Regions from separate parts of the Mus musculus genome. Here all the other regions are linked to region 1. Evidence: chromatin contacts called from public ChIA-PET and HiChIP or PLAC-seq data. All regions are on one chromosome and are shown on one strand. Each heading gives the region's core, a stretch centred on a gene start, on an enhancer-like site or on the middle of the called end of the contact. The rest is flanking DNA. Distances are from core to core; before and after follow the strand shown.

The links. ChIA-PET counts read pairs in DNA pulled down with a chosen protein or histone mark. HiChIP or PLAC-seq counts read pairs in DNA pulled down with a chosen protein or histone mark.
Region 2: an H3K4me3 HiChIP or PLAC-seq map of pro-B cells shows a contact between it and region 1, with 6 times the contacts expected there. The contact joins the promoter of Olfr373 here to the promoter of Fcho1 in region 1. A contact is called at or near these places in 4 of 39 promoter capture datasets (the C10 cell line, the HPC-7 cell line, embryonic stem cells and 1 more), 1 of 484 Hi-C or Micro-C datasets (differentiating embryonic stem cells), 3 of 115 datasets of contacts at active chromatin or transcription factors (the 230-238 cell line, pro-B cells and stem cell-derived neural progenitor cells) and 3 of 9 other capture datasets (liver, macrophages and pancreatic islet).
Region 3: an H3K4me3 HiChIP or PLAC-seq map of pro-B cells shows a contact between it and region 1, with 7 times the contacts expected there. The contact joins the enhancer-like site here to the promoter of Fcho1 in region 1. A contact is called at or near these places in 2 of 484 Hi-C or Micro-C datasets (embryonic fibroblasts and rod photoreceptor), 6 of 115 datasets of contacts at active chromatin or transcription factors (the 230-238 cell line, CD8 T cells, bone marrow-derived macrophages and 2 more) and 2 of 9 other capture datasets (adipose tissue and embryonic stem cells).
Region 4: an H3K27ac HiChIP or PLAC-seq map of embryonic stem cells shows a contact between it and region 1, with 4 times the contacts expected there. The contact joins the promoter of Hsh2d here to the promoter of Fcho1 in region 1. A contact is called at or near these places in 3 of 39 promoter capture datasets (cranial neural crest, maxillary cranial neural crest and pre-B cells), 1 of 15 datasets of contacts at CTCF or cohesin (the NIH/3T3 cell line), 2 of 115 datasets of contacts at active chromatin or transcription factors (embryonic hindbrain and embryonic stem cells) and 3 of 9 other capture datasets (adipose tissue, embryonic stem cells and liver).
Region 5: a contact with region 1 is called in an RNA polymerase II ChIA-PET map of memory CD8 T cells, with 215 read pairs. The contact joins the promoter of Ocel1 here to the promoter of Fcho1 in region 1. A contact is called at or near these places in 6 of 484 Hi-C or Micro-C datasets (B cells, erythroblasts, natural killer cells and 2 more), 5 of 115 datasets of contacts at active chromatin or transcription factors (bone marrow-derived macrophages, double positive thymocytes, memory CD8 T cells and 2 more) and 3 of 9 other capture datasets (adipose tissue, macrophages and pancreatic islet).
Region 6: an H3K4me3 HiChIP or PLAC-seq map of the 230-238 cell line shows a contact between it and region 1, with 14 times the contacts expected there. The contact joins the promoter of Fam32a here to the promoter of Fcho1 in region 1. A contact is called at or near these places in 6 of 39 promoter capture datasets (the C10 cell line, Sertoli cells, cranial neural crest and 2 more), 1 of 15 datasets of contacts at CTCF or cohesin (stem cell-derived epiblast-like cells), 2 of 484 Hi-C or Micro-C datasets (embryonic stem cells and nephron progenitors), 14 of 115 datasets of contacts at active chromatin or transcription factors (the 230-238 cell line, DN3 thymocytes, the HPC-7 cell line and 9 more) and 3 of 9 other capture datasets (adipose tissue, embryonic stem cells and pancreatic islet).
Region 7: a contact with region 1 is called in an H3K27ac HiChIP or PLAC-seq map of acute myeloid leukemia, with 4 times the contacts expected there. The contact joins the promoter of Cyp4f18 here to the promoter of Fcho1 in region 1. A contact is called at or near these places in 2 of 39 promoter capture datasets (embryonic stem cells and hippocampal neurons), 6 of 484 Hi-C or Micro-C datasets (the HL-1 cell line, adipose-derived mesenchymal stem cells, bone marrow-derived macrophages and 3 more), 10 of 115 datasets of contacts at active chromatin or transcription factors (the 230-238 cell line, acute myeloid leukemia, bone marrow-derived macrophages and 6 more) and 4 of 9 other capture datasets (adipose tissue, liver, macrophages and 1 more).

The regions. Positions count from the first base shown.
Region 1 is chr8:71,724,353-71,727,480 of GRCm38.p6, reverse strand. Fcho1 (FCH domain only 1) reads left to right here and starts at 1,800. Exons shown (of 28, transcript NM_028715.3): 1 at 1,800-1,848.
Region 2 is chr8:72,098,074-72,101,260 of GRCm38.p6, reverse strand. Olfr373 (olfactory receptor 373) reads right to left here and starts at 1,499. Exons shown (of 1, transcript NM_146539.2): 1 at 555-1,499. The coding sequence starts at 1,499. The coding sequence ends at 555.
Region 3 is chr8:72,038,198-72,041,532 of GRCm38.p6, reverse strand. No RefSeq gene overlaps it. Among named protein-coding and RNA genes, the nearest start is that of Olfr372, 18 kb to the left of the region's middle. Within about 2 kb of position 1,677, at least 2 of the 459 cell types and tissues checked have an H3K27ac peak or open chromatin away from gene starts, as enhancers often do. A contact at or near this core is called in pro-B cells, where this site is marked.
Region 4 is chr8:72,188,096-72,191,454 of GRCm38.p6, reverse strand. It overlaps Hsh2d (hematopoietic SH2 domain containing), which reads right to left and starts at 1,787. Exons shown (of 6, transcript NM_197944.1): 1 at 1,768-1,787.
Region 5 is chr8:71,369,933-71,372,908 of GRCm38.p6, reverse strand. Ocel1 (occludin/ELL domain containing 1) reads right to left here and starts at 1,611. Exons shown (of 4, transcript NM_029865.2): 1 at 924-1,611; 2 at 276-441; 3 at 107-160. The coding sequence starts at 1,234.
Region 6 is chr8:72,217,935-72,221,107 of GRCm38.p6, reverse strand. Fam32a (family with sequence similarity 32, member A) reads right to left here and starts at 1,363. Exons shown (of 4, transcript NM_026455.5): 1 at 1,248-1,363; 2 at 1,026-1,167. The coding sequence starts at 1,321.
Region 7 is chr8:72,008,330-72,011,683 of GRCm38.p6, reverse strand. It overlaps Cyp4f18 (cytochrome P450, family 4, subfamily f, polypeptide 18), which reads left to right and starts at 2,058. Exons shown (of 13, transcript NM_024444.2): 1 at 2,058-2,105; 2 at 2,442-2,640. The coding sequence starts at 2,443. Gm51535 (a long non-coding RNA gene) reads right to left here. Exons shown (of 3, transcript XR_003947403.1): 1 at 3,033-3,354; 2 at 1,906-2,000; 3 at 1-1,676.

The DNA.
Region 1 (3,128 bases), core at 551-3,050:
GTTTGTTCCCTGTGGATTTCTCAGCCTGCTTTCTTACAGAATCCAGGACCACCACCCCAGGGATGACCACCCACAATGGGCTATACTGCCCCCATCAATATCTAATTAAGAAAATGCCTCACAGCTGTATCTCATGAAGCTTTATCTCAACTGAGGCTCCTTCCTCTCTAGATGACTCTAGCTTGTGTCATGTTGACACACGGTCATCAAATAGTCACCAGTTGAGATATGTGTATAAATGGTACACACACACACACAATTACAATCACACTTTTCCTCCTGATAGTCCACATTCGGGGAAACTTTCTCCCATTTCCTGTGTCCTCATCACGGAGATACGACTGAGTCATGTCGAGAATGAGGGCTGCTATGGGGGTGCACACCCCTGAAAGGGCCTGGGAAGTCTTGAGTTCTAGACCAGCACCTGCCTAGAACCAGTCAATGACAGGTGACAGTGATCACAGGTCAAAACCTGTTCCATCCGACTCTGATGGCTTTGCTTCAGCCCCTGGAACCCACCCTACTCCAGCTCTGGACACAGCAATGGCATGCATGCACACATCCACACACATATGGGGAGGAGAGAGAGGGAGGAAGGAAGGGAGGGAGGGAGGGAGGGAGGGAGAGAGAGAGAGAGAGAGAGATGCTTTTCTTACCATTCTCAAATCCCAGAACCCAAAGGTGACTCGAGGGCTCTTGGGCCAACAAAAGGACATGTGAAAAATGTGAACAGCATGGAGAATGGAGAGCGGGCTATCTTACCAATTGTGGCAGATGGTCACCAGTCAGCTGGGTGTGGGGCCTATCTAAATGTTTAATCTTTATTGTTTGAATTGATGCATAAATTGATTAATTGATTCATTGGTAGTGTGCACATGCCACAGGTTAGAGGATACTTTTCAGGACTCTCTCAAAAAATCCAGGCTTTGCTACAAGCATCTTTGCCCACTGAGCCATCTCACCGGCCCTGAAGCTAGTATTTAGCTATGTATGGTTGCCATCAGAACCCGGCATCATTTGGGGCAGAGCTGCAGTAGATGGTTCAAGTAAGAAGTGGGGCAGCCTCAGTCTGGGATGGACCTGGATTTGATTCCCACCACAGGAAAATGCCCAAACTGAGGTGTCTGGGGTCCAAGGCTGCAGGGGCATGTACTGGAGATGAAGGGCACTTAGCTTTCTGGTTGTGCCCAGGCCAGTGGTCCCACTTCCTTGGAGGTGCTTCTGGGGCAGGGAGAGAGATGGCTCAGTAGTCCTGAGGATCATCATGCTGCCATGTGACCCTGAACAAGAAACGGAGCCCAGGCCGGGGAGTTAAGTCTCTCGAAGTTGTCATATGGGAGTGGAGTGGACATGTGGCTCTTGCTTAATGCTGGGGCAGCCTGGCTTCATCACCAGCACACAGCCTGAATAAATAAATGGCATGTCACATGAATGGATAGACCAGAGTTGCTATATGACCTCCAAAGCAACTCCTAGCCATGTTCCTTGATTCCTTTGTTTGTAAAATGAGGCTCAATATTAAATGTCACCTAATTCACAGCCTCGGAGGGGTTCTCCAAAGAGCCATGTATGCAGTAGGTACTTAATAAAAGCTATCCCCTCTTTCCCTCCCAGTCTCCCGAGAGACTTGACAGGTGCAGAGATCAAGGAGCTTCTCCTGTCACTTTAAAATATGCAAATAGCCTGCGGATGAATTTCCAGGCTCAGCCAACCAGTGCAGGGTTTATGAAGCACCGCGGGGCGGAGCTCCTCCTGACCACACCCATGGCGGGGCCAGCAGCGCGCTCCGCAGCGCGCGGGGAGGGCGGGGCGCGGGTCTGGAGCGCGCAGGTAGCGCCGCGAGAGGCGGTGAGTGTCCCCGGCGCGGGGCTCCGGTGCGGGGTGCGGGGTGCAGGACGCGGGGGCGGGGTGCGGGGCGGGGACGCAGCCTCCATCCTGACCCGGCCCGAGCGCAGGTGCCGTCTGCAGAAGGCGGGGCGCCACTCTATGGCATCTCTCAATCCTGGGCTGGGAGGCTGAGACCCCCCCCAGGACCCCCAATCCCTCTTCCGGGTCTCTAGCCTGGCCCTAAGCTGGGGGCCGCCTCCCTCGCTGCCCCTCTTCCTCGCCTGGGAACGAGGGTCTCCTCCTTTCCTTTGCACCCGCTCTAGGGTTGGTAGGCTGGTGGGGGTTCTGTAGGGCGAGTGTGGTGGAATTGCGGGGTATCTGGAGTATGGAGCGCGGGATCCCCTCCCGGGGGAACGGGGCCTGGAGAGGCCTGGAGCCTGCACCAGGGACTCCCGCGCCCTGTTAGGGGGGCAGCCGGCATCTGCTCCAAGGGACAGAATTAGTCTAGGTGAATGAGGATGGGGTGCAGAGAAGGTCGGGGATGGCCGCCCCTCCACTTGCCCTCAGCGTCGCAGGACCTGCTTCATGGTGACCTTGGGCAGGTGACAGCACCTCCCTGATCCTTAGTCTCCTCCTCAGAATATAGAGGTTGAGGAAGCCAGACTATCTGTCTCAAATTCCCAACACCTGTGCCCCATTTTCTCCAGATGGGGACCACAATCTTTAGTCAAATGTTAGGGCACTCTGGTTTTGGCACTTTAAAAGGGGTTGAGCCTGGTGTGGTCATTACAATCCTCTGGTGGCTGAGGCTGGAAGATCTGCAGCTTGAGGCCAGCCTGGGCTACATTCACAGACTCTGCCTCATTAAAAAAGCATAAACAAAACAAACCATGATTTTGATTGATGGATACAGTCTAGCCTGGGGCGGAGCAGCGAGACCTAAGGCCAGCAGAGGACAGTTTCTATCTGACCATAAGATGGACGGGCCTCCAATCAAGACCCAGACTTTGTCACTGTGGTCCCACCCATGTGGCTGCCCAGGTCACACCCTGACCCACATACCATCACCTACAATAGGGTTCCTAGGCTGGTTCCTGGGCGGGGTCCCAAGTGGAAGGTCAGGTCTTAGTCCCTGCCTCTTGCAGGATAGTAGGGTGAGTCCCAGGCAGGAAGCCTGACACCCCCAAATTTGTGTGCCCAGACTGGACTTAAACTGAGCCTTCTGTGAAGTGGACTGAAAGTCTGTAGGAAGATCAGAGGTGGTTGTGGGAGTGACAGCGCGCCGTAAACACCCACTCCTA
Region 2 (3,187 bases), core at 250-2,749, 370 kb before region 1:
TGATAGGCATGTTCCAACATGTCCAGTCTAGAAAACCTGCCCTCTTATTTAAATAATTTACAAAACATTTATTCTATAACTCTGTGTATATGCCATATGTGTGTGGGTGCCCAAGGAGACCAGAGGAGGGCATTAGCTCTCCTTGAGCTAGAGTTACAAACAGTTGTGAGACATGGGTGCAGGGAACCAAACTTAGGTTTTCTGGAAGGGCAGCAGGTGCTCTAAACAACCAAACCATCTGCCCTTCCCCTATTTAAAAAGTTTTTTTGTTTTTTGTTTGTTTATTTGTTTGTTTTGTTTTGTTTTTGAGGCAAGGTCTTGTTATGTATCCCATGCTGGCTGAAAGCCTGAGGTAACCTTCCTGCCTTGGTCTCCCTTGTGCTAGTGCAGGGAAGACAGGCATCCACCCCAAGCTAGGGTATAATTTCTAGTTTTTTACAAATGCACACGGAAATGAGAAGTGCATCCTGGAGGAGGCAGCTGGCCAGTTGCCTCGAACCTTGCATGCGCACAGCCACAAGAAGGCTCCTAGGGAAAATCAGGATCAAAGGACATCATCCCTTCACCTTGAAGTCAGACCTGCCCATGAACTTGACCAAGGACATTCGAACTTCTCTGTTTCTCAAGCTGTAGATGAGGGGGTTGAGGGTAGGGGTGATGAGGCTGTAGAAGAGGGATACCACATTATCCTGTTTTGGGCTGTGGTAGCTGCCTGGGACCATGTATATGAATACAGCTGCCCCAAAAAAGAGACCCACTACAGTCACATGTGAGGAGCACGTGGTGAAAGCCTTGTGTCTAGCTTCAGCTGACCGCATGAGCAGGACAGCTCCCAGAACGTGGCCGTAGGAAATGAAGATGAGAGACAGGGGTAGCAGTAAGATCAGCACCCCAGAGATGGAGAGCGCCAACTCATAGGCTGATGTGTCTGCACATGACAGCTTGAGGAGAGCTGGCATCTCACAGAAGAAGTGGTCCACGGTGTGTGAGGCACAGTAGGGGAACTGCAGGGTGATGGAGGTCAGGATGGAGGCCACCAAGGCACCTGAGAACCAGGATGCACCCACCATCACCAGACACACTTGGTTTCTCATGAGCACCTGGTAGTGCAGGGGGTGGCATACGGCCACGTAGCGGTCATAAGACATGAGGGACAGAAGGACACCCTCAGAGACACCCATGAGCATGAGGAAGAACATCTGAGTGGCACATCCCCCAAAGCTTATGACATTCTGTCCTTGCAGGAACTCAGCCACCACTTTGGGGATGGTAACCAGTGGGAAGCCGACATCCAGAAGTGAGAGTTGGCTGAGCAGGAAGTACATGGGTGTGTGGAGCCTGGAGTCTGTGGCAATCAGAAAAAGCAGGGTGGTGTTGCCTAGCAGGCCAATGATGAACACGGTGGCCATGAGGAAGAACAGGACAAGATGGGGCCCTGTGTAGCTGAAGAGCCCCATGAGGATGAAATCTGAATTTGATGACACATTTGAAGTCCCCATCCCCCAGGCGCATCACTGTCTACAGAAGATTCGGTAGGGTCCCACTGGGATAATTTTACATCACATTGCAACTGTTTGGTGGCCTCCTATAAAAACGTATGAATAAATCCAGGCTCCTACCAGTGAGCGGCCGGAGGAGGAGCTGGAGGAGGAGCTGAAGGAGGGGCTGGAGGAGGAGCTGGAGGAGGGGCTGGAGTGGCTGGAGGAGGGGCTGCAGGAGGAGCTGCAGGCCTGGCTCAGGGGAGGATCCTTGCTTGAAATCCTCAAGTTATCAGAGCAAGGAGAATTCTACCCTGGTGTTCTATTTCTGATATCTCTCAGGCAAGTGCAACCAGCCAGCATCTACAGTTGAAGTCTGTGGTTAAGCTAGAGAGCATAGGACAGCTCTGGTGAAAGAACAGAGCACACAGCTCCCCATACACCCTGGTGCAGGTGTGGGACTTTGAAGAGATCAAGATGACACACAAGGATGAAGGTCGATCAAGAAATGTCTGGGACTGTGAAGAAAGACTTTTTCCATATCCTTGGCAGAGAGATCTGAAAATCAAGAACAGTAAGGAATGGATATTTGGGATGGACTGTTTGTGGGTGTGTTTGCAGGGAGACACAATATCTGACTGTTAGGTTTCTTTTGAGTGTGTGTATCTCTATGTGTATGTACATAGGTATGTACGTGTGTATGCATGTGTGTGTTTGTGTGTGCATATATTTGTTTGTATGTATATGGTTTTCTTTGTATGTATATGTGTGTATGTTTGAATATATGTGTGTATGAAGTAGTTGTTCAACTCAAACATACTGCATGTTTGTTTGTGCACATTTGATTGATAATTTTTGTTTTGTTTTCATTGTTTTTTTCTTTAGTTTGTTTTGATTTTCTTTCTTGTTGTTTGTATATGTGTGCTTGTATGTATGTATATGTGTATGATGTTTATGTGTGTATATCTCTGTGTGTGTCTATGTGTATGTGTCTCTATGTATGTACATGTATGTATGTATGTATGTATGTACGTGTGTGTATGTATGTATGTATGTGTGTGTGTGTGTGTGTGTGTGTCTGAGTGTGTGTGTAGGCTAGATGTTGGTCTTTGGTGCTGTTCCTTAGGTGCTGTACTGTCTATCTTCATTTTTGAGGCAGGTATCTCCCTAGCTTGGAGCATGCAAGGAAGGCTAGGCTGGCTGCTTAGCAAGCCAAGTGGCTGGGGAGCCTCCGCCTCTACAGAGCTGGGATCATAAGCATCTGTCAGCATGCTTGTTTTCACTCCCTCTCTCTGCTGTATGCCCATGCATATAAGGTGGCCAGAGAACAACCTGGAATAGTCTTTATCTCTTCCACTAGGATTGAAGACAGGTGCTCATGCTTGCATGTCTTTCTTTTCTGACAGAGCCATCTCCCAGCCTGCAGCTAGCTCAGAGCAGGCAGTGCTATGTTGAATGTGTGGCCATCTGTCCCTCAACCTCCCCTCCCCTTGAGCTCAGAGCATCTTGCAGTAGTGTTCATGATTCTCACCTCTAGTGCTGAGCATGTCTGTGTGGAAGATGCAGCTATTGTAGTTGATTGGGACACATCTAGAAACACAGATAGGCTGGCTTTGGAGCACCAAACAGACACCTGCTCTGCATGTATCCATAGGATTTGGGAAACTTTAGACAACAGGATCTGAGCCTGGAGGTCATCGGGCACCCAG
Region 3 (3,335 bases), core at 428-2,927, 310 kb before region 1:
TTCAGACTTCATCTTCCCAGTCCTGCAACTCTGTGCAAGCTCAAGGGTATACTTCTAAAACAGGCATATGGTATGTCCAGGTTCACAGTAATGTGTTTAAGTGAGACTGAATAAGGACTAAGGAGATGGCTTAGTGGTAAAGGGGGCTTGATGTCAAGCCTGATGACCTGAGTTCAATCCCGGGACCCAAAGGAGAGAACTAATTCTTGCACGTTACCCTCTGACCTTCACGTGGGTACAATGCATGCACACACTCATGCACACCTAACACAAACAAATCAACTGAGACTCACCCCTGCAAATGCCTGTGTATCCTCAAACCTGGCCCATTCGTGAAACTGAGTATAGACACAGAGTCCTTTCTCTTCTTACAGAGATACCCAGGAGTCTCCAAGTCCCTGGCCAGCCTCCTACCTGCCCAGATCGATACACACATTTTCCACACTTTGTTCTAGAATGTCTTCCTGACAAACCTCAGAGACCAGCTTCTCTGTTAAAATTACTCATTTGCTCTGAGAAGTCATTAAAAATGCTCCCTGAAGGTAGAGCCCCTGGGGGTGCCATTGCGTCAGGACCCTCTTTTTTATCTCTCAGGATTTTTTTTGTTTGTTTGTTTAGGGGGAAATTAATAGTTATGGGAGGTAGAGCCCCTGAGACTGGAATTCCTCCCAAAAGATTTTGGAAAACATTTTCATCTCTCAGCTCTGGTTAACTTAGATGATTAACTCAAAACAAGAGGCAGCCGATAAATTAAAGTCTTTACTTGTTTTCTTGTGAGAGCAGAGCCTAGGAGAACTGGTTTCCCCCTTTGTCTTAATTTTTCTAAGGGCACACATGCACAGGAACTTAACTTCTAGAGGCTACGGTTGATTCTCAGTGGTAGAGCACTTGCTTAGTGCATGCCATGCCCTGGGCTGCACATATGTTTCATCTATCTACCATTTAGCATACATCTGATTGTCTGTCTGTCTTTCTGTCATCTATCATATTTCATTTTATCATCTATTGGTCAATTACCTATCTATAATTTATACTATTTGTTGATCACCTATCTCTATGTATCATTTCTCAATAATGTATCATCTATCTTCTATTTATCAATCATCTATTTATTCATCATCTATGTATCTATTATCAATCACCTGTCTATCATACATCCATCATCTGTCTCTGTGTATGTATGTATGTTTTGCATCTATCTATCTATCTATCTATCTATCTATCTATCTATCTATCTATTGATCTATTCTTTCATTTATCCATCTAGTTTGCATAGCATGAGGAGACAGTGATGTTTCAGATGGGGTAAACGAGTGTCAGAAGCAGATAATTTGGATAAGGAGGCATAGGCTACTTGGGAGGGTGATTCAGGAAGATTGTAATTTCCAGGTCAGCTTGGACTACTGAGTGAATGTAGGGCCAGCCTTGGCAACTTAGACCCTGTACTGTCTGGGATTTTGTTTGTCAACTTGATACAAGCTAGAGTCATCAGAGAAAAAGTAGCTCCAGTTGGGGAAATGCTTCTATGAGATCCAATTTTAAGGCACTTTCTCAATTAGTGAACAATGGGGGAGGGCCCAGTCCATTGTGGGTGATGCCATCTGGGCTGGTCATTCTAGATTCTATAAGACAGCAGGTTGAATACACTAGGGACTCCAGCTAAGACACTGCCCTCTTCCTGCCAACTTCCCTTAAAGCACACCCAAGAGTCCCTAACTGTAGTCCTTCCCCTGTCTCCATATTCTGGCCTACAACATTGGCAGAAGACTTCTGCTTTTCCAGAGGCCACACAGGTACTTGGAATTCTAGAGACAATGTTGATCATAAAAACCTCAATGGAGAGTCCTACTGTATCTGAAGACTCAGTGGTCACCAGAACCTGAGTTCACTCAGGCCAAAAGACCAGAGAAGAAACAGAAACCAAGGGGAAAACACCACAGAAATCCACCTCATAAGGGTAAACTCTGAAATCAGCACCTAAATCTATAACCTTCCTAAACCCAGATGACAGAGGCCATTGTAAGAACAAAATCAACAAAAGTCAGGGAAATATGGCACCCTTGGAGCCCCGGTGTCCTACTACAGCAAGCCCTAGATATTTAAACACAGATGAAACATGAAAAAAAATGACCTTAAATCCATTCTTATGAAGGTGATAGAGGCTCTTAAAGAGGAAATGAGTAAATCCAGGAAAATACAACCAAACAAGTGAAAGACATGAACAAAACTGTTCAAGACCTGGAAATGGAGATAGAAGCAATAAAACAAAAACAAACCACTGAGGGAGTCCTGGAGATGGAAAATCTCTGGAAGAGAAGTCCAAGAATCTAGTAGTTGCTCAGTTCCACATGGCTGGGTATTCTAGCTGGTCTTCTGTATAAGCTGGAATTCAAAGAAGTAAATGTTAATGCATGTGCTGGCAAAGTGAGTGCAAGGAGGTGTAATGAATAAATGGACCTAACAGATATCTATAGAACAATTTATCCAAACACAGAAGAATGTTCTTTCTTCTCAGCGCCTCATGGGACCTTCTTCAAAATTGACCACATACTCTGTCACAAAGCAAACCTTAACAGATACAAGATTATATCTTATCAGACAGATTAAAGGTGGATTTCAACATGATTATATCTTACCATGGATTGAAGGTGGATTTCAACAACAACAGAAACAACAGAAAGCTTACATGCTCATGGAAATTGAACACCTTTCTACTCAATGATCTCTGGGTCAGGGAAGAAATAAAGAAATGAAAGACTTTCTAGGACTCAATGAAAACGAAATATTCCCAAACTTATGGGACACGATGGAAGCAGTGCTAAGAGGAAAGTTCATAGCGTTAAGCACCTTTATAAAGAAATTAGTGAGATCACATGCTAGTGACAGAAGAGCACATTTGAAAGCTCTAGAACAAAAGGAAGCAAACACATCCAAGAGGAGAAGAGAGCAGGAAATAAACTCAAGGCTGAGTCAATAAAAGAGAAACAAAGCAAACAATACAAAGAATCAATGAAACAAAGAGCTGGTTCTTTGAGAAAAATCAATGAGATAGACACACCCTTAGCCAAACAAGTGAAAATGCAGAAAAGGGATATCCAAATTAACAAAATCAGAAATGAAAAGGGAGACATAACAACAGACACTGAAGAAATAAAAAAAAATTATTAGGTCTTATTTCAAAAGTTTACACTCTACAAAACTGGAAATTCTTTTAAAAAAGGATGATTTTCTTGATAGATATCACTTACCAAAGTTAAATCAAAATCAGGCAAACAATTTAAATAGTCCCATAACCAATAAAGAAATAGAAGCAATCATTAAAAGTCTCCTAACCA
Region 4 (3,359 bases), core at 538-3,037, 460 kb before region 1:
AATCTGGCCAAGGATACACAGGGAGATCCTGAATTAAAAATGCAAAGCCAGAGGCTGGAGAGATGACTCAGCGATTAAGAGCACTGACTGCTCTTCCAGAGGTCCTGAGTTCAAATCCTAGCAACCACATAGTGGCTCACAACTACCTATAATGAGATCTGACACCCTCTTCTGGTATGTCTGAAGTCAGCTACAGTGTACTTACATATAATAATAAATAAATCTTAAAAAAAAAAGAAAAGCCAGATGTAGTGGTGTACATCTGCCATCTTAGTACTTACAGAAGGAGACAGAAGGGTCAGACGTTTCTAGGCCAGTCTCAAAACAAAACAAAAACCTGAATTTCTCCTAATATCTGGTTTTTATTTATTTAATTGCTTTTTGTTTTCAAAAAAGATTTTAATTTTTATTTATGTGTATGTGTGTGCCTCTCTGTGTGTGAGAATGTGTGTGAGTGTAATAGCCATGTGTATGCAGGTACTACTGGAGGCCAGAAGAGGGCGTTGGATCCCTGGAGCCAGATTTACAGGGGCCATTAAGCTTATGCAGGCACTGGGAACTAAACTCAGCAACTCTGCAAGAGCAGTGTACACTCTTAACTGCCGACTCTCCAGCCTCATTCTAATATTTAAAAATTTTGAATGTGTATGGGGGGGGTGACCATGTGTACAGACACGTGTGTGTGCAGCTGTGTGTGTAGGCCTGCAGCTGACACTGGCTCTTCCTCACTTACTCTTCACTGTATGGATTGAAACAGTCTTTGAATGAAGGTTGGCTGCCTTGCCGAGTGTGACTAGACAACGTCCCTAGGAGGGTCTCCCACTGCCTCCTTTCTCTTCTTTTTTTTTTTTTTTTTTTTTGTCTTTGTTTTTTTTCAAGACGGGTTTTCTTTGTAAAGCCCTGGCTGTCCGGGGAACTTGCTCTATAGACCAGGCTGGCCTTGAACTCAGAGATCCCCCTGCCTCTGCCTCTGCCTCTGGAGTGCACCACCCACTTCAGTTTACTTCCCCTTTTTATTTCATTATTCACTGTGCTTCACAGGCAGAGACAGGCACATGTTTGCCACAGTGCTCTAGTTCTGACCGTGTTCAAGCACATTGGAGTCTAGGCCTCCAGGAGTGCAACAGACAATCCTGTCCAGGCTATCACCTACCAACATGTCTCCCAGAGTGTAGCACCATCATGAAGCAGATACACGTGTCTCTAAAGTACAGCTGAACCCAGCTACATGCTACACAGAAAGGTCTCAATGTTTATTCTCTTTCTACTTCAGAACACTCCTACAAGTCTTTCAAGACTCAATACAAATGTCCCTTCCTCCAGCCAGCTTCCCTGCCTCCCCTGCTCAAACAAAACCCTGGCCACAGTCCCACCCTCTCCCGGAGCTTCTCAGTTAAATTCCTTCCTTTCTCTGGCAGCTCCAGTAAAACCCCGTGGGGCCGGAGGGGCTTTACCTCTCTCTGCCTTCCCCTCGTGGTTTTCTTGGAACACTTGGTTTCTATGAATCAGGTCTCACCATGTAGCTAGCTGAAACCAGCCTCAAACGTGTACAGCCTGCCTCGGCCTCCAAAGCGCTGCAATGACTTGTGTGGAGAGCCATGCCAGAGTTTAGCCCTTGCAATGCTTTCCTCCTCTGGTAAACCCTTCTCTCATCTTCTAGCACCACTACACCCAGTGCTGAAGTCCCAGAGCCTCTGAAGCTGGGGCATGTTGGGATGCAGGGATGCCAGGATTCTGGATGCAGGGTGCAGGATGTAGGATGCATACCTTGGACAGCTTGGGTTGTGTTCCGAAGGGCTCTTGAGCTGGCTTGAGCTGGAGTTTAAGTTTCGGTTCAGGGTCCACACGTCAGAGGGGCAGGGCCAGGAGCCTCAGTCAGTTCCTGTTTCCTCCAGCAGGTGAACAGGGTGGGACCAGAATAACTCTCAAGGCTTGAGTCTGAGGCTGGAGTTGTTCTTGCCAAGCCTTGCTCAGTACTTACTCTCTACCAACTCTATGGAATCGCTGAGACAGCTGCCGCCCTGCTTCCCAATATTGGTATTCTTCTAGTTTTTTTCCCCCTTGAGATACAGCTTTATGCACCCCAATTGGGGTGCTGAAGTAGACTCTTGCCTCGACCTCAGGGTTTACCATCATGCCAAGATTATGCATTGCTGGGGATGGAACCCAGGGCTTCATGCTTGCTAAGTGAGCTACAATCACTTTACCTACTGAGCTACAAGCACTCTACCTACTGAGCTAGATTCCCAGCCTCTTAACAGCAACCTTGAAGTAGTCATAGGTCAGGAAATGGGCATATGGCAATCAGAGAGTGAAAGGCAACAAGTAGGAGAGGCTGCTTGGGGGGGACAGGATACAGGAACAGTATGCATATACAGGACAGGGAACTGCATATGCCCCAGACATGAAGGAGACATGAAAGGACAGACTTGCTGCACACACAACACCTATCATACCTTCCTTTGCAAAACTCATTTGAAATATCATTCTACAGTCATGTTGCCCTCTAGGCCAACATCAAAGCAAGATGGCTTGGGTCTGTAGTTGCAGTACTCAGTAGCCTGAGGCAGGAGGATTTGGGGTTCCAGGCTAGCCTGGGCTAACATAGGGACATTCAAACTCAATATCCAAACTAAACCAAAGCAAGAAAGCAAGCAAGCAAGCAAACAAACAAACAAACAAAACAAACTGGAGTAAACCATAGAGTCCATCTATCTTATTCTGGTTTTTTTCTCCCTTCTGTTTTTTATTTTTCTAAAACAGGATCTCACAGCATCCTGGCTGGCCTGGAATCCACAGAACACTGAGGATGATGTTGCATCTCTGCTCTTCCTGTCTCTATCTCCTGGGTGCTGGGATCATAGAGGTGTCTGTATTTTCTGCGATACTGGGATGGGACCCAGGAGTTCTTTCACCATATGTGAGTACCCTGCCAACTGAGCTGCAGACCCAGTCCATGCCTGATTTTTCTTCTGATTTTAAAATGAACTACAATGTATGTGCACACTCTGGGTCCTGGGTGATGTGTCCCTGTACCTAACAGGCATAGCTGACTTGGCTGTAAGCTTCCTGGCCCACCCCTTCTTGCCTCTGCACCCAGTGCATTTCCGTCTTGCCTCTGCACCCAGTGCATTTCCACCTATCCTGGGTCTTTGGAATGAACACTTTCTAGGATAGAGTTGGTGCCTCTCTGACCCCTGCTCCTCTCCAGGGTGGCATAGGCTTGGGAGTTTCTGGGCTGCAAAGGTCCAACAGTGGAGGAAACCAGTGTAGGCTCTGATGATAGACCCACTTAAGGGCCCAAGGGTTCAGCTGAGTCAGCACATCTGGGCAAGTTATTGTGACTTAATTCATTGACT
Region 5 (2,976 bases), core at 362-2,861, 350 kb after region 1:
GTAACCAGAGGCCCTCAAGCTGTTCAGCTTTGATTACATGGTCCCAGTCTCAAGACAGCACCACACACACACAGCCCAATCTGTGACCCCAGGAGTCTCCACTCACCCCTCGCTTCTTCTCAAACTCTCTCCTGACATGAGCTGCCATGCGAGCCTCCTTCTGAAAGGGCAAGGTGGGAAGGGGCTCAGAAGGGCCACCATGACCCTGACAGCATGCCACCCAGTAGAAGCTGCACAGCCGCAGGAAGCTGGGGCACAGGAGTTCCTGGGCTGACCTGGCTTCGTGGCGGGGGCAGCGACAGCAGCAGGGCCTCCAGTTGCTGGAGCTTAGCCTGTGTGGCCCCCACCTCCCGCTGGAGCTCCGAGAACTCGCCATACTGGTCCTGGAACACTGCGGCATAGCGGCTCCGGTCCCTTCTGTTGGTCACTGGTGGGTACTTACTACCAGGTTGGAAGGGGTCAGTCAGTGTATAAGTAGAGGGAAATCTGTCTTTCCACCCATCATGGCAATTGGCTTTTCTTCTTCTTTTCTTTTGGTTTTTTTGAGACAGGGTTTCTCTGTGTAGCCCTGGCTGTCCTGGAACTTACTCTATAGACTAGGCTGGCCTCGAACTCAGAAATCCGCCTGCCTCTGCCTCCCAAGTGCTGGGATTACAGGCGTGTGTCACCACTGCTAGGCCCGGCAATTGGCTTTCCTTTGCCAGTGCTGACCACCAAATCAAAATGCCTTCTACCACCAATTCCGTTTCCTAATTTCATAAACTCTTATTCGCCCATCAAAACCCCAGCCTCAATGCCCCTTTCTGTTTCCCAGGCATTAAGAAGCTCTGAGGGAACGTGGGTATGATGAATTCAGGAGACTAAGGTAGGGGCTATCTTGGACTAGACGACCAGACCTGGTCTTACAACGAGTGGGCACTCACAGCTCGTAGTCAGGTACTGGGTTGAGGCGGGGTCCCAGATCTCTGGGATGCTTCTCAGGGTGCAGTGGCTCCCGGGGGCGCAGCTCATCCGCAAACACGATCTTCCGGGGCCTCACGCAGAGCTCTCCCGGCCCGGGCTGGCTCTGCGGCCGTCTGGAGCGCGGACGCTCCGGGGCAGGCATGCGTGGGGCTGCAGCTCTCTGGCGCCCCCTGGCGGCAGGGCGCGAATTGCAAGTGGCTTCCGGGCCTGAGAGCCTGGCCAGAGGACCCCGCCGGCCGCGCCTGGAGGCGGGACCTGCATGTATTTGCATACGCGAGCGCGGTTGGCTGGCCGCGCAACCCAGAGTGCGGATCCCGGAAAGGGGCACTGACGAGGCGCCGCGACGTCACCGCGGCGTCATGCTCGAGAGTGGCTGGCGGTGCAGCGCGGGCCCCGCCCCATTCTTGAAACCGGAAGAGCGCAAAGCAGCGGAGGGCGACTGGGGTCCGAGTCGAGACGACCCCTTCGCCTCTTGCCTCGCGGGGTTACGGCCCACAAAGCTTCCAGCCCCCGCCCGCCTGTGGTTATCCGAGGATCCCACTCGGTGTCACCTGTCCCAGAGCCCCGTCTGGCCCTGCCGCCGGGAACGCAGCTGTGCAGGAACTGCGGGTGGAGCCGTTGGCACGGGCGCTCGGCCGCTAGGGCGGGGCTCTCAGGGTGGGCGGAGCCTGCGGCGCGTGTTCCTCTCTGGGTTGGAATCAGCCCTTCACTATGCTGTTTGGCCTATTCATTTACCCCAGTCTATTGGGAAAATAAGGTAGTTTTTTTTTTTTCTTTTCTTTCTGCTTTTTTTTTTTTGTTTACCAATTTATTTTTTTCTTTAGCAATTGTATTATTTTTGTGTGTGTGTGACCTTGTACATACTCAGAGACCAATACAGGTCGTTGAGTGTCGTACAGCCCTACTTTTTTTTTTTTGACAGTTTCTCCGAAACCTGATGGTCCCTGTTTAGGTATTCTGGCTGGCCAGCGGGCTCCAGGTAGATCTGCTTGTATCTCCCTCCTAGCACTGGGTTGATAGGTTCCTGCTCCCCACCTCTGCCATTTTACAAGAGTACTAGGGGTTGGAACCTAGATCTGCATACTTGAGTCACACTCTTACACTGAGTCATCTCCCTAGACCCTAAGAAGTGACGTTTATTATGCTAACTATGTGTGTGTGCATGTCAGACTCCCTGAAGTTACCATTACAGTTAATATATTTATTTTTAAAGATTTATTTCATGTATATGAGAATATTGTAGCTGTACAGATGGTTGTGAGCCATCATGTGGTTGCTGGGATTTAACTGATGACCTCCGGAAGAACAGTCGGTGCTCTTATCCACTGAGCCATCTTTCCAGCCTATCTATCTATATTTATATACACACACACACACATATATATGTATATATATTTTTTTTTGGTTTTTCGAGACAGGGTTTCTCTGTGTAGCCCTGGCTGTCCTCACTTTGTAGACCAGGCTGACCTTAAACTCAGAAATCTGCCTTCCTCTGCCTCTCAAGTGCTGGGATTAAAGGCATGCACCACTACTCCCGGCCCAAATATATTTATTAGTTTTTAATTTTGTTTTTGTTGTTGTTTTTTGTTTGTTTGTTTGAGACAGGGTTTCTCTGTATAGCCCTGGCTGTCCTGGAACTCACGCTGTAGACCAGGCTGGCCTTGAACTCAGAAATCTACCTGCCTCTGCCTCCCAAGTGCTGGGATTAAAGGCGTGCGCCACCAGTGCCTGGCTAAATATAGTTTTTGATTGGCTTTTTTGTCCCTAACTCTTACTGCTTATTTTGCTCATGCTCTGGGGTGGAACTCAGGCTGTCAGGCTTTGTGGCAAGTGTCTTTACCAACTGAGCCGCCTGACAAGCCTTTCTTGTGCTATTTTTGGAAGATGGAGTCAAGGTCCCACTATGTGGCCCTGTCTGGCCTATAATTTTCTGTGTATACCAGGCTGGCCCTAAACTCAGTCTGCCTCCCTAGGGAGGGGATCTGCGTGGCCACTGCTCTCCCAGGCAGGTTT
Region 6 (3,173 bases), core at 114-2,613, 490 kb before region 1:
AACACACTCATACACATAAATAAAAATTTCCAACGGTCTTCCACCCAGGGCTGGAGAGATGGCTCAGAGGTTAAGAGCACTGACTGCTCTCTTAGAGGTCCTGAGTTCAAGTCCCAGCCCACATGGTGGCTCACAACCATCTATAATGAGGCCTGGTGCCCTCTTCTGGTTTGCAGGCATATATGCAGGCAGAACACTGCATACATAATAAATAAAGTCTTCCACTCAGGACCAGAGCTACCAACGACAGCAGGAAGGGGTGGCAGACCCTAGGGGACTCTAGTTTGTATCAAGTTGTCCAATTAGGGTGCCCAGAAGGGCCACAAGACCGTAGCCAGCCAGCCCATGTCGTTATTCAATTGCAGAGGCAAAAAAACAAAACAAAACACTCCACTGAAGTACAGGCTATACCAGACCAGAGAACACAATTGGCTGGGAGACAGCAAGGTGACCCACACATCCCAGAAACTCTGTGGGAGTTCCAATACATAATTGATGCCCTTTGTTAGATGGAGAAGGTGCCTTCCTGGGTTTTCTCAACAGGGATATCACATTGTAACACTGCATCCTAGAAGTTCAAGTCTACAGAGATAGTGCCAGGACAACCAAGGCTACATAAAGAAACCTGTCTCAAAGCAAACTAAACAAACAAACAAACACCCAAAATAACTAGTATGGCCTTGTGGGCCATGCTAGCCTCTCCAGGAACTAAAAAGCTGAGGCAGTAGTTCAGGGCCAACTGCAGCCTACATAGAGAGTTACAGAAGAGCCTGGGTTCCATCCACACACACACACAACCTTCAAATAACAAAAGTACATTTGAAGCTAGGAAAGCGAGTTGTCATGGAAACAGACTTTGTGGTAACTTAAGAACAATGAACTTGGCTAGCATTAAGAGCTGATGACATCTGTCTTCCCAGTTCACAAGAAGACCACTTTAGGCAGGGCTACCAGGCTACCAGGAGTTGGGAGAAGGCCTGGGCTACACGGGCAGTTGGAGCCGGCCTGTTCTGCCCCTGCCTCACCCGCTTCTCCTGCATCTTTTCGAAGGCTGCCTGCGCCGGCGTGCGCTTGTCCAGGCAGCGCCTTTTCTCCTCCTCGCTCTTCTTGCTCGTCCCCATGGCCTCCAGCATCTTGGCCTTGTCTTTGTCTTTCTTCTTCTTCTTCCTGAGAGAGAGGGGGACGGTAAGAGGGGCCGGAGCTGGGGGTCGGCCCTCAGGGACAGACCGCGGGCTCCCGGGCCTCACCGCTTTGTCACGCCGAGCTCTGCCACGCCTTTCAGCTTCAGGGGGCCCTTCTGGACTTGCTCGTAGGCCTCCATAGCGCTCGCAAGCCGTGCCCCGGGAACTCCGCCACACTTCCTGTTTGCATACAGTACTTCCGGCCGAAACCCTCCTCGCTTCCTTCTGATTGGTCAGCTAGGACGCACGCGTCCTCAGGGTTCAGAGTAAGTGCACACTTCCGGTCTCGGGTAGTCTTGGCAACTGTCCAACAACATAGCTCGCCTAAAGACACACTTCGTATTTGGGCGTCCATTTCTGACTTTATGGGCATCCACTTTTGCTTTGTGGCATTATTTACTTAATTACTTTTTTTCCAATTTAGAAAATTACAATTACCCAGAACTCCAGAGACAGAGACAGGAGGATCTCTGGATCTCTGGATTCAGCGTGTTTTATGTAGTGACTTCAGGTCAGCCAGAACTAAAGACTGTGTCTCGAAATAAGTAATAAGAAAGAATAAATCTGGGGCTGGTGAGATGGCTCAGTGGGTAAGAGCACCCGACTGCTCTTCCGAAGGTCCAGAGTTCAAATCCCAGCAACCACATGGTGGCTCACAACCATCCGTAACAAGATCTGACTCCCTCTTCTGGTGTGTCTGAAGACAGCTACAATGTACTTACATATAATAATAAATAAATCTTAAAAAAAAAAAGAAAGAATAAATCTTTAAAATTACATTAAAAGTTAGTTACCTGTATACGTGTATGTGAGTGTGTGTACACACGTGCCAGAGCACACGTGGAGTACAGAGGACACTTTGCAGTACTCTCAGGCCTTATGCTGTGGGTTCCTGGGAATCAGACTGATGTGGTCATATTTATAGACGAAGATCCTTTGTCTGCTGAGTCATCTCAATGGTCACAATTATTTTTCTGTGAGTTTGAGGGCAGAAGTGTCATGACACTAAATGAGTCTGATAAACGTGGAATTTGCTGTGTAGACTGCTCTGACCTCTAGCTTGCTGCAGTTCTGACTGAGCATGCAGAAAACTGGAACTGCAGGTGTGTGCCACTGCCCTAGCTTGTCTTGTTGATGTTTTATAGAGGACAGGCTTGCTATGTAGCAGATGATTAAACTGTCTTTTTGGTTGTTTGTTTGTTTTGAGACAGGGTCTCACTGTGTAGCCTTGGCTGTCCTTGTACTCCTTATGTAGGCTATGCTGTTGTGAATTCAGGGATATCCACCTGCCTCTGCCTCCCAAGGGCTGAGTTTAAAGGTGCGTGCCACCATGCCCAGCAACCTTACTTCCCAACTACTGGGATCACAGATGTGCTGGGATTTTTTTTTTTCTATAGCAATTTTGGGGAGTGGGGAGGTTACATTTATTTATTTGTGTGCTGTGTAGAGCAAGTAGAGGTCAGAGCACAACTGTGGGAGCTGCTTTGCTCCTTCCACTGTGTGTCCAGGGAATCAGGCCCCTACTGCTGTTCTGTGAGAGGCTCTCTCTGTGTGCGAGGCTCTCCTTACACAGCCCCGAAGCTTGTGACTCCCTTAGTTCTGGATGTTAAGCCTGAGCCACTACACCAGGCTCACTTATTATTCTATATCTGATGGCTATTCTTGGTTTACAGCTTGACTACATCTTGAATTAAATAAAACTCAATAAAAGTGTTGATTTTTTTCTAAGTAAATCATTTAAAATGGGAAGATCCAATTTTAATCCAGATCATTTGAGATGGAAAAATCCACTTTTAATTTGGGACACACTTTTTTCTGGCAGCTGATGCATGTTTGCCCTAGCTTTTTATAGTGCATTCTGTACTTTCACTGACATTAGAGCCTGCTTCTTTGGGATTCCAGCATATACTGAAGACCAGCCAAGACATTTAGCATTGTGGAGTAAACAATTATTGAATTGTCGGACTCTAGCTGGACCATAGCTTGGGAACC
Region 7 (3,354 bases), core at 809-3,308, 280 kb before region 1:
CCCCTTTCTTGCCTCTATAAATGCTTGCCTGAAACTGGGATAGAGGTTTTCCTCCCATTCTCCTGCATCAGAGACAGTGGTATGGCCCAAGCTCAAACTTTAATAAAGAAATCCTAACGCGATTGCATTGGATATGGCTCCTTGGTGGTCTTTTGGGGGTTCACGAACATTTCCTGGCATAATACAACAACCCCAACAATGGGCAACTGTGAATGGGAAGTCCAAGAGTCTAGTAGTTGCTCAGTCCCACAAGGCTATGTGTGTAGGCCGGTCTTCTGTATAGGCTGGACTCCTGAAGAAGTAGGTTCCAGCAGATGCGCTGGCAAGTAAGTGCAGGCAGGCAAAGAAAAAGGAACCCTTACTTTTTCCCATTGTCCTTATGCAGGCCTCCTGAAGAAGGTATGTCTCAGATTAAAGGTGTGTACCACGATGCCTGGACCTAAGCTGTTCTTTACTTGGGACTTGCTCTGTCCCAGAATGGCCTTGAACTCAGAGATCTGCTTGCCTCTGTCTCCTGGGTTTAAAGGCATGTGCCACTTTGCCTGGGCCTACACTTTTCATGGCCACTATGTCTCAAGATTTGGATCATAGATGTACCCTCCATTTCTGGATTGTAGTTCCAGATATAGTCAAGTTGACAACCAGAAATAGCCATCACAGACCCCCAGAAGTGGAACTGTTTGAAAGTATTGTCATCATTAGGGAGTTTGTCCTTGTTGGAGGAAGTCTGTCACGGAGGCTTTGAGGTTTCAAAAGCCCATGCTAGGTCCATTCTCTCTCTGCTTGCCTATCTGTGGGCCAGGATGTAAAGCTCTCAGCTATTGCTCCACTGCTATGTGTGCTGCCATGTTTCCACCATGATGACAATGGACTGAACCTCTGAAACTGTAAGCCAGCCCCAATTAAATGATTTCTTTTCTAAGAATTGTCTTGGCCATGGTGTCTCTTCACAGCAATAGAACAGTGACTAAGATATGAATCACCATGATTTTTATTTTAAATTGTGTGTATGTATGTTCGTGTCTTTGTGTGGATATGTACATGTGAGTGTGGGTACTCAAGGAGGCCAGAAGAGAGTTGGAATGATGGTGGAGGCTTTCACTGTAGCCCAAGTGGGCCTTGAACTACATTCTTTTCTCAGCCTCTCAAGTGTTTGGATGACAGGCATAGGACACTGTGACTCTATTGAGGGCTCTAGCCACCTGACATCCTGGCTGTCTGGCTGGAGGAGGCACTGAGGATGTAGAGGGAGTTATCTCTTACTCATCTTCTTTCTCAGCAGCTGTATTTGGAGCCAGCTCTTCAATACCTACAGAGCAATCTCAGGAGGCCAGGAAGTGAATAGGCAGTCTGCTGGGAAGAGTATACTGGGTATAGGAGGAAAAACAGATGGCCATTAACAATGTTTCAGGGTGCTTCTGGTATGGAACCACCTCATGCCTTGAGATCCCAGCACTGTCAATGCCCCTCTCTTGAGAGGGAACTGTTCTCAGTAGGGTGAGACAACATTGTAGAGGGAAAAAGCTTTGGGCTTTAGGGTCTGACAAACCTAAGATTGTTTTGGGCTGTGCAACTTGGCTTAGATGCTTGCCCTCTCTGAGTTTCAGTTTGTTCTTCTGTTGACACTCGGGATTCTGGTCCAGACTGCTTACAGGCTGTGTGAGGATCCTGGGCACCTGAAGAAAGCAGACAGTTTATGTAGACTAGCCAGGGCACAGGAGGCATAATTTAGGGAGAGGAGCTACAGCACTTTCCTCACACTCTTACCAAGAGCAGAGTCCCACAGTGGTGACCAGCCTGTTTTCTCACACCCTCTTTTTGGTATTTTATCTTCATGAAACCATCCACCGCTTCCTCCAAAGTCCTTACACAAGGGGTGTGAAGTCCCGAGGACCTGGTACTCACTCTTTGTGACTCTGACAGTGCAGTCTTGCTCTGCTTCAAATTGGCTCCGCCCCCACATGATGGCCACCTATCCAGGCAGGGAGAGGCAGCTGGGCCTGCAAGGGATTGGCTGGTCTAGCCTAGACTTCTCTAGGTGCCCCTGGTCAGGAGTCAGAGAAGGGGAGAGACAGACCTGGGAAACACAGTGCTCCTGAGAGAAGGTACCAGACTAGGGCCATTGGGGCTGAGAGGTCCTAGGCTGGGGCAGGACAGGAAGTCAGAAGCAGATGTTGATTTCTGGCTAATAGTCCATGGTTTAGACTCTAATCAACCCCTTTCCTCCATCCTCTTTCATTTCCTCTCTCTCTATCTCCTTCTCTTCCCCTTTCTTCCCCTCTTCTCCCCTCCTTGCCTCCTCCCATAGATTGCCCTGGGTCTCCCTTCCTCCCCAGGCATTATCCCCAACTCTCTAATTCCCTATCCCTGTCCTTTGCCCTAGACCACACTGTCCCTCTTCCATGCCCCAGGATTTCATCCTGTGTGCATTTGCCCTGCAGGATGTCACAGCTGAGCATGTCCTGGATGGGCCTGGGCCACACAGCAGCCTCTCCATGGCTGTTGCTGTTGCTGGCTGGGGCCTCCTGCCTTCTGGCTTACATCCTTACACCGATTTATGGTGTTTTTGAGAACTCTCTTCGCCTCCGCTGTTTCCCACAGCCTCCCAAACGAAACTGGATCTTGGGACACCTAGGCCTGGTGAGTGTGGTAATAAGGTGGGTCTGGGGTTTCAGGGTAAAAGGAATTGTGAAGAGCCTTGAATAGAGCCCAGGGAGCTGGGCACAGAGGTGTGCTGGACTAGAACAGCAGAATTCAAAGTGCAATCATTTACAGATGCACTGTCCTGAGCCTTTCCCACACGGAGTCTTCTCTGAGTACTTCTCCAGCCTGTTTTCTCTGCAGATGTGGGCATGCTGCAGGGCTTCCAGCAAGGCTTACTCCAACAGAGTAAGGACCTTGGTGTTCCCAGGTTCTGTTGTGCTAGACTTGAGGTCTCCTGAGGGGAGACCAGAGCCAATCTCCACTATACCATTTGTTTTCAGCTCATCTCTGGCTTCCCACTGGTCACAGAAATGACCTACAATCCTTACCCAGACACACCCAGGGGCATAGACGGTCCAGGGGAGCTCTGAGGGCTGATTTCCTAACTCCCCATTCTTCAGCGTCTTCCTCTTATGTCTGGCTTCTCCACTGAGATGTACCAGTGAGTTATGTTGCTCAATCTAGATATGATCTAGCCTCTCACTTCCTCTTTTGGAAGCCTTCTCAGAACCCATCCTCCACAGCACACTTTGAGCATAGACTTCCATCTGGTTTTCCCTCTGTGTGATTTGGAGACATTTGCTTTCTTTTAAGTGGCACAGTGCCAGGTGTACAGAGGGCCATAGAGATTCTGCCAGAGCCTGATGTCAG